Regions from separate parts of the Rattus norvegicus genome. Here region 2 is linked to region 1. A link is a contact called in public Hi-C data. All regions are on one chromosome and are shown on one strand. Each heading gives the region's core, a stretch centred on a gene start, on an enhancer-like site or on the middle of the called end of the contact. The rest is flanking DNA. Distances are from core to core; before and after follow the strand shown. Region 1 holds the start of Prpmp5l1 (proline-rich protein MP5 like 1). Region 2 has its middle 18 kb from the start of Fyb2.

Region 1 (4,057 bases), core at 110-2,609:
AAATCCGGCCACCCCAAAACAAGCTGCTGCATTAGCTTTATTACTGCCCAGCTGGGAGGCAGGTGTGTGGCCCCTCAAAAGAAGAGCAGACTTTAAACTTCTCCTAGCTCCCAGAGACAGGCAGCAGGTGATTTTCACACTCCCCCTTCCCACCAAGCATTCAAGCCTCTGGAGACGTGCGTGCCACACTGGCGTTGACAAAGCCGAATCCAATCTCAAGGTGGAAGAATTTCCGACTAATCCAATTATTTTTTGCCACTCGGTGTTTCTGAGATCTTTGTAAGGTAGGACCCCTTCTCTAATTTACAAGAGGGTCTACTGCCCTGCATTCTAAGAATGGAGTAGGGAAAACAAGTTAACTGGGGCCTGCGTGCCCTCAGGGGCAGAGGAGGCTACAGAGAGGTGCTGAAAAAGTGACAGGTGAAGGCCAACTTTGCCTGGGAAAGGTCAATAAAAGGCGGGGTGAAGCGGGCCTGGGCGGCTGGGAGAGAGCGCCCCCTTCTGCCAAGGGGCTCGGGGCAAGAAGCTCGCGCGGCCTCCGCTTGGCTCTGTGCCCTGTCTACTTGTGTGCGTAGAGGCTTGGCTAAAAGCAGGCACTGGAGAAACGCGGAGTCCGGGAGGAGGCTGCAGCGGCTGCCTAGGAACGTGGCCCGCTCGCAGCGCAATCCCCCTACCCCCTGCGACGAACGGCAGGGCGGGGACCCCAGGTTCTCGGCTCCAATCGGTCTCTACTCCCGGGATGGGGGGCGAGCGAGAGGACTGGAGAAGCGCGACCGCGAGCCGCGGCGCCCCCGCTCGCCCGCTCGTTGGCTCTTCCCCTTCGTCGGCGCCGCGGCGACTCCACTGAGCTGTCGCTCGGAACGCGTTCTGGCGGCGAACAGAGAGCCCGGGCGGGAGAGGGAGCCGGCGAGGAAGGGCTTGGGACGCTCAGTGGCAGGTGAGTGGCGGGGCTAACGCGGGGCGGGGGCCGCTGGAGGAGGCGGGTCTGAGCACCGCACGGGGGCCGGTCTCCTCCCCCTGCTCTGACGCGCGCCCGTCGCTTCCCGGGGAGGATGGACCCAGCTAGGCGCTCACCCGGGCTTCCCGGGGCTGGAGAGCGCGTCTGAGTGCGGCCGCCCGCAGGGCATGGAGAGCCTTGTCCGGGGCGGCTGCGGCAGCGGAGGAGGATGCTCCGGGGGAGCCGAGGTGAGAGGCGCGGCGGGGGGCACGCGGGAGACCCGGAGTTGAGCGAGCGCAGGTGGCTCGCGGAGACACCCGGCTTCCGCGAGCCCGGGTAGCTCGACTGGGGCCCGCGAGCCCGGGTACTGAGGATGGCATTCGGGGCGCGTCTCTCGGGAGTTTGGCGCGAGGTGCGGTGCATTAGCGAGTGCCGCAGTTTTCTATCATCTCCCACCACTTGCTTGGGAAGCTACCCTGCGTCTCCTTTCCGGCTGGTCCCCACTTCCTTCGCCCTACTTCTGAACACTCGCGATCCTCTCCTTAGGCTTGCCTACCGGAGACCCTGTCGCCAGACCCCCTGCATCCTCCTCCGACTCTAGCCACCCGAGTCTGTCTTCTCCCACTCTAGGACTTGCCGAGTTCTCCCTAAGCCTCCTCCCTGCCTTGCTAGTGGTACTCGCGGGTCGGACCTCTTACCCACTCCGCGCAACCCGAGTTCTCACTTCCCTACATCCCGGCAACGCTTTGGCTCTGCCTCGACCTCTCCATCAACCGGACTCTTCCCAATGAAACCAACCCTTTCCGGGGACACCGGCGCTGGACCAAAACCTTTCTAAGGGTCCTGCGTCTCGGTGTTCCCTGTCGCGCTCTCTCCACTACTCAGTCCTCAGGCCCTTGGTCACCAGCCACTCCCCTCGCATCCGGCCCTCTTCTCCCACAACTCCGTACCCCACTCTCTCGATCGCAAGACAAGGATTTTCATGCTGGGGAAACTTTGATTCTTCGTGGCTAGTTTCGTAAAGGAGCTCTACGATTCAGTCCAAGCCATCAAAGGAACCTGGAGTCAGGGAGTCCTGATTTAGGGGTAGTTTTGTGTTAAGGCTCCAGGAAGGTACTTGGTGAGTCTACAAAGTGTATTTCCACACCCTGCTGGTCACTGCTTCTGCATCCATCCCGTGTAGTATGCTTGTGACCCCTGGTGGGAGGGTGAGTCTTTACTGCACTTTTAAAGGCGCTTTTTCTTTCTTTCTTTCTTTCTTTCACTATTTCTTTTGAGGGTGGTGCTAGTGGATCGGGTGGGGTGGGTGGGCAGAGAAAGCTGCTTGGCAAACTGGTGCGTCTAGGCTGCCGCACGGTCTAGTAGCCGACCCTGCACGCTGCGTTTCACTCGTTGGAAACCCGCCCCAACCCCCATCTGCATCACACAAATCCTCATTGTTGGGGGTCTGCGGGGTATTTCCGCCTGGGCTAGGAGAGTGAAGGAATGGGATGGGGGTGGGGAGCCCAGGACTCTAGGCGACTGTCAGGCGCTGGAGACTTGGAGAGCGCCGCGGCGCGGGCGAGTGCTAGCTCTGATACGTGTTTCTAAGGCAGGATGCGAGGCAGCGTGGTGGTGGTGGTGGTGTGTGTGTGGATGGAAGGGGAGAAAGAAAAGAAAAGAAAAGAAAAGAAGAGAAAAGAAGAGAGAGAGAGAGAGAGAGAGAGAGAGAGAGCGCCCGGAATGGAGGAGAGATTGCGGGGGAGGCCGGAGCGCCTTTCTCTGCCCAGAGGCCTCCTGTAGGGTGCCACAATGCCTCCCTCTGCCAAACCCCGGAGGTGAGAGCATCCTTGTCACTGCTTCTTCCTTCTTCCCCGATCTCCTCGCGTGGAGCTGGCCCATTAGACACACTTTCACAGTGTTGATGGTTTTGAATAAAGGCTTTGTGGGGGTTCCACTGACACTTCCCAGCACTTAACATGTTTGCAAAGTAATCATATAAATTAAAGGTGGCTTACGTTCAGAACCTCCTAATTATCCAGTTCACGCTTGTACATTCATGTGCCAATTATGGGTCTTCGGGGAATCCATAAAATTATAAACCATCCCCACCCCCTGAATTAGCACCCATTGTTTTTTATCATCTCCACGATGAGCAATTCTGGATGGGATACTGAGTTGCACAGGGAAAAAGAGAGAAGTGCTATCCGGTGAGGTTAGACAAACGCCCCCTTCCCATCTCCTTCCCTCCCTATCCTGACAAGGCTTCATGGCTCTTCTGGAGACTGAAAGGGATCAAAGATTTTCTTGATTTCCCATTGAGCTGGGCGACCTAATCAAAGCTGTATAAAAGTCAACTTCTAAGCAATCAAATTGTCTGCTGCTGTCCTTGATTGAAACCCTAGCATTCAAATGGAGTATTGAAGAACTCTCAGAAATGGCTTTTGAAGTGCTATTGTTCTTTTCCATACACACGGGCTCTCATAGAGGTTTAGGAAGTTCAAAATGCAGCGATGTGAAAGCGATGTGACTTTGTAACTATTTGGCAAACCGCAGGATCCGCAGCTGGAGAGAAGAGGCCAAAGCAGGGAAGTGAAAACGTGTTGTTACTGTATTCCTGGGAACTGGGTGGCCCTCAAGTGGGTATGTTGTTCTACTCATGAACTGGGCCCTTGAATCTCCTAAAAGCAAATTGGAAATCTGGTTTTTAGTAGGAAAATTCTATATGTTTATTAATTGTTATGATTCTTCTTTGGTGGTGGTTTGCTGATGGTCTAAATAGGCTTATCTGAAACATTTAATCATGTTTGCTGTACTCAACAATGAAAGCTGAATAGAAATTGCTTATTGTTGATGAAGCTCAGCTCACAGGCTGTTTCACAGTATGTCCCCTTCTCAGGGAACACCATTGTGTGAGGCTGCAGGGATGAGACTCACTGGTCCCTCGGCAGAGCCACAAAGGAAGTTGGTGCTTCAGTCCCTTTTGCCCTCCGAAGTCATTTTTCTTAAGCAGGTGGGCCTTTTGCTTGGTTCACGACCATGTACCCATCTAAAAATTGCATTTGATGGATCCTGGAGGCTTGGAGGCACGCTGCAGACACATGAAGAATCTATTTGAGGCAGCACTTCATTTTGATAATT
Region 2 (3,904 bases), core at 1,178-3,677, 520 kb after region 1:
GAGGTTATAAAGCCAGGCAACTGTCTCAGCTTCCCCTTTACTTCCAGCGTGTGCCTTTCTGCATGCCTTCTCCTCATTGCTTTAACTGACAAGGTTTCACATTTAATATACTGTTAATAAGCTATAATTTCCTTTTCAAACAAGGCAATGAATAAGCATGTACAAAGGCATAATATAAAAGTTGTGCCTTGGTGGAAAATAATTTACCCACAAGGCTCGAAAGGAGAATGGTTAAGAACTGAACCTCTCAGGGAGGTGAGGACGGGGTTGAAGAAACCAATGAGATGAGATCAAACCAGGAAGAACTGGTACCCTTACCACGAGAGGAGTTTCTGGCACACCCCAAAGCCAAGGCATAAGGAAGTACAAGAAGACCAATACTCCGGGACTGCCTATGACCAGCCACACAATAGGAGGCAGGAGAGATGCTGTGACCATCTTTTTTTTTTTTTTTTTAATTAACTTGAGTATTTCTTATTTACATTTCGAGTGTTATTCCCTTTCCCGGTTTCCGGGCCAACAGACCCCTAACCCCTCCCCCTCCCCTTCTTTATGGGTGTTCCCCTCCCCATCCTCCCCCCATTACCACCCTCCCCTAACAGTCTAGTTCACTGGGGTTTCAGTCTTAGCAGGACCCAGGGCTTCCCCTTCCACTGGTGCTCTTACTAGGATATTCATTGCTACCTATGAGGTCAGAGTCCAGGGTCAGTCCATGTATAGTCTTTGGGTAGTGGCTTAGTCCCTGGAAGCTCTGGTTGCTTGGCATTGTTGTACATATGGGGTCTCGAGCCCCTTCAAGCTCTTCCAGTCCTTTTGCTGTGACCATCTTATCTCACCTTGGGACTTCACACTAGAGCTTCTAACTAGAACCTGCCAGCACCGTCCAGGTCATGGTTCTCTGTAACTCAGTCTTCCTGAGTGCAGAGAAAGGTTAAGGAAGGTAGAAAGGTAGGAGGGAAGTTGAGAATGAGCTGCTGAGAGGAATATGATGTCTGAGGATGGAACATGGGCAAACACAGTGACCACACTGAAAACTAGAGCAAGAATTGTTGAATGGTCAGCCCACTCTGTGGGACTTGTGCTGCTCCAGCATGAAATCTCACAGCAAACCTTGTGTCAGGACCTTCCTTGTCCAATAGCCCCCTTTCCTTCATTCCGGACCACTATCGTGGCACCCTTAACTTCTGGACATCTGCAATGTGTCTGCCAATGGTGCCCTAATGCTTCTCCAAGTCCCTCAGATTCTAGCTTGTTTAGTCTCTCTGGGCTTCTGTGACAGAATGCCACAAACCAAATGGCTTAAATAAGAAGACCTTTCTTTCCCACCATTCTAGAGACCAAGCAATCTACAATCAAGACACAGGTAGACAGATGTGTGTCTGAGCAGAAACCATGTTCTAGGACACAACCAGCTCCTCATTGTTGTCATGTGGGACAGGAGGTAGATGTCAATTGGATTCAGAACGGCTCTACCCTCCTGATCTTATCAAACACAAGCACACTGAGGATTAGGCCCAATATAAGGATTGGAGGTGGGCACAGTCATTGAGGTTGGTCTAGCAGCTCATCTTCTTCTGTCCATGTGATCTGCTCATCACATAACCAAGGGAAGCAGCTCCTTCTAGTCCATGCAGTTGGGTGAGAGACCTCCACATGCTCTCATTCCAACTGTCTGGACCTTTCTTGACCATTCATGAGAAAAAGTACTTCTCAGTTCAGATAAGCGTCCAAATTCTCACACCTCTAACAACAGGCCTTCTTTAAAGCCAAGGGATTTAGGAGGAGAGCCCAATGCCCAGGTGAGTCCTCTGTCACCCAACCATTTAGGACTTCAAAGGAAATCCTTAGGCACCTGAGCCTCAGACTCAGAATCTGTGAAAACAAAGAGGTCCCATGTATTTGTGACTGTATTTAGGAAAATGCAAAACCTTTTCCAGGAAGAAAATTGGTATTGGTTGACCACCTGTGATGGCCACACACACACACACACACACACACACACACACACACACACACACAAACACAGACACACAGACACAAAGACTGCATCTCATATTGAGACTCAATCTGAGAGAACCGCTGTGCACAGCCTGAAGATGGTTTGCCCAAAGGCTCAGTTTCGCTGCCTCAGAAAGGCGAGGTTCAGTTGACTGGCAGTGCTTTCCTTACTGCATGGCTCTGCAGCAGACCTTGTGCCAGGGCTCCGGGCTTTGCTCATACAAATGTCCTCTTGTCCTTGATTCTGTGAACTTTGATTTGACCCCTAGAATCCTGGAAGTCTGTTACATGTCTGCAATCCCCCCTTCCCCCAGGCCTCATGCTTCAACTCTCTAAGTTCCTCAGAGGCTGCTTGTACTGAGGTGACCAGAGAATGCCACAGACTGGGTTTTGTCCACAGGGTCCTATGACATCATACCTAGCAAGGGCACAGCTTGTCCGAGTGACTGTGACGAGAGGGGACCTTGAAGACAATGGCTCCTTATGTCATAGCGAGCACTCTCCTAAGCACATGATTTGGGTTTTAAAGACAGATTTACACAGGAGAACAGTCTTTTGGTTCAGTTGCCTCCAATTTTCTGTCATCTGAATCATAGCCAAGGAATAAATTGAATCTTTTTCTAACATAGAATATATTACTCTTGAAATAGTAGGAAATGTTGATAATTGCCTTTTATTGGACTCACAAATAATTTATAAGTTGGTCCGATTTAAAAAAAAAAGTATTATAGTCTTATTTCTTTGGTTTCTTCCTTGAGGCAAGTATGAGTCTCTAAAAATAGAACCCGTGTAGAGATGGGACTAGTGCTCCCCCTGGTGGTCACTATTTAGGATTGCAGGCTCCATAAATGGACCTGAAGCTGTAGGCTACATTTGAATAATTCCTTTTCCCCTAAGTACACAGAAAGATTTGATTTATTCTTCCCAGCCATGTCTGCGTTACAGAGTACTTCTCCTTATAAAGTCCATCTGCTTTGAGCGTAAGTAAATGATCTATTCCTCATATACATTATCAGGCTGAGCGTCTCTGAGGTAGTAAGAGCATCCCCGGTTCTATCAAATGTCAGGGAAACTGGGAGTTTCTTCTTTGCTTTAGAAGATACAGAGGAGTGAAATGCAAGTTGGCTGTCAGAGAATCACGGTGACAAGATATTGAAGGGATAACTCCATGTGAATGTGTGTGTGGGAGGAGTGCTGTGGAGAGATGGAGAAAGAGAGGACACTACTGGCTCAGCATAGACCCCTGGGTCGGAGGCAGGGTCCCGGGAAGGACAGTCCTCCACTGTAATAGCAGATACATACCCCCCTTCCTCTGGAGAGACTGTGATCCCTTGCCTTCTTCTCAGGTAGCTAGAGACTTAAGTGGCGATTCCAGACAGTGGGCGGAAGAGCTCGCTGCAACCCTTATTGACCTAACTCTCAAGCACCCGGGAAGGCTCCCACTCTGTCTCCGTGTCCACACAAATGGCAAAGGAATACTCCAAGATGTCACAGGAGGAAAGTGGACTCTGGGGTTGGGGATTTAGCTCAGTGGTAGAGCGCTTGCCTAGGAAGCGCAAGGCCCTGGGTTCGATCCCCAGCTCCGAAAAAAAGAACCAAGAAGAAAAAAAAAAGTGGACTCATCTCTTGTTTGAAACATACTTATTTTCATTTTTGAGATTATGATATAATTTATATCATTCTCTCTGTATTTTTCCTCCCTCCAAACTCTCCCATATGCCCCTCCTTGCTCTTTCAAATTCACAGTATCTTTTAAAAAAATTGTCATCTTACACGAACACACAAATATACATACATATACATATTTATATTTACATGAACATACATATTCATATACGTGTATGTGTACATAAATGCATAAATACAGATGCAAATGTTACTTTTGTATATGTTTTCAGGGCTGACT

The links. A called contact is a pair of places that touch in the nucleus more often than the background predicts.
Region 2: a contact with region 1 is called in a Hi-C map of Schwann cells, with 12 times the contacts expected there. The contact joins the enhancer-like site here to the promoter of Prpmp5l1 in region 1. A contact is called at or near these places in 2 of 12 Hi-C or Micro-C datasets (Schwann cells and frontal cortex).

Annotation. Positions count from the first base shown.
Region 1 is chr5:124,368,909-124,372,965 of GRCr8, forward strand. Prpmp5l1 (proline-rich protein MP5 like 1) reads right to left here and starts at 1,360. Exons shown (of 1, transcript XM_008763963.1): 1 at 671-1,360. The coding sequence starts at 1,360. The coding sequence ends at 671. It overlaps Dab1 (DAB adaptor protein 1), which reads left to right and starts at 1,025. Exons shown (of 15, transcript NM_153621.2): 1 at 1,025-1,185.
Region 2 is chr5:124,886,389-124,890,292 of GRCr8, forward strand. No RefSeq gene overlaps it. Among named protein-coding and RNA genes, the nearest start is that of Fyb2, 18 kb to the right of the region's middle. Within about 2 kb of position 2,428, at least 4 of the 93 cell types and tissues checked have an H3K27ac peak or open chromatin away from gene starts, as enhancers often do. A contact at or near this core is called in Schwann cells, where this site is marked.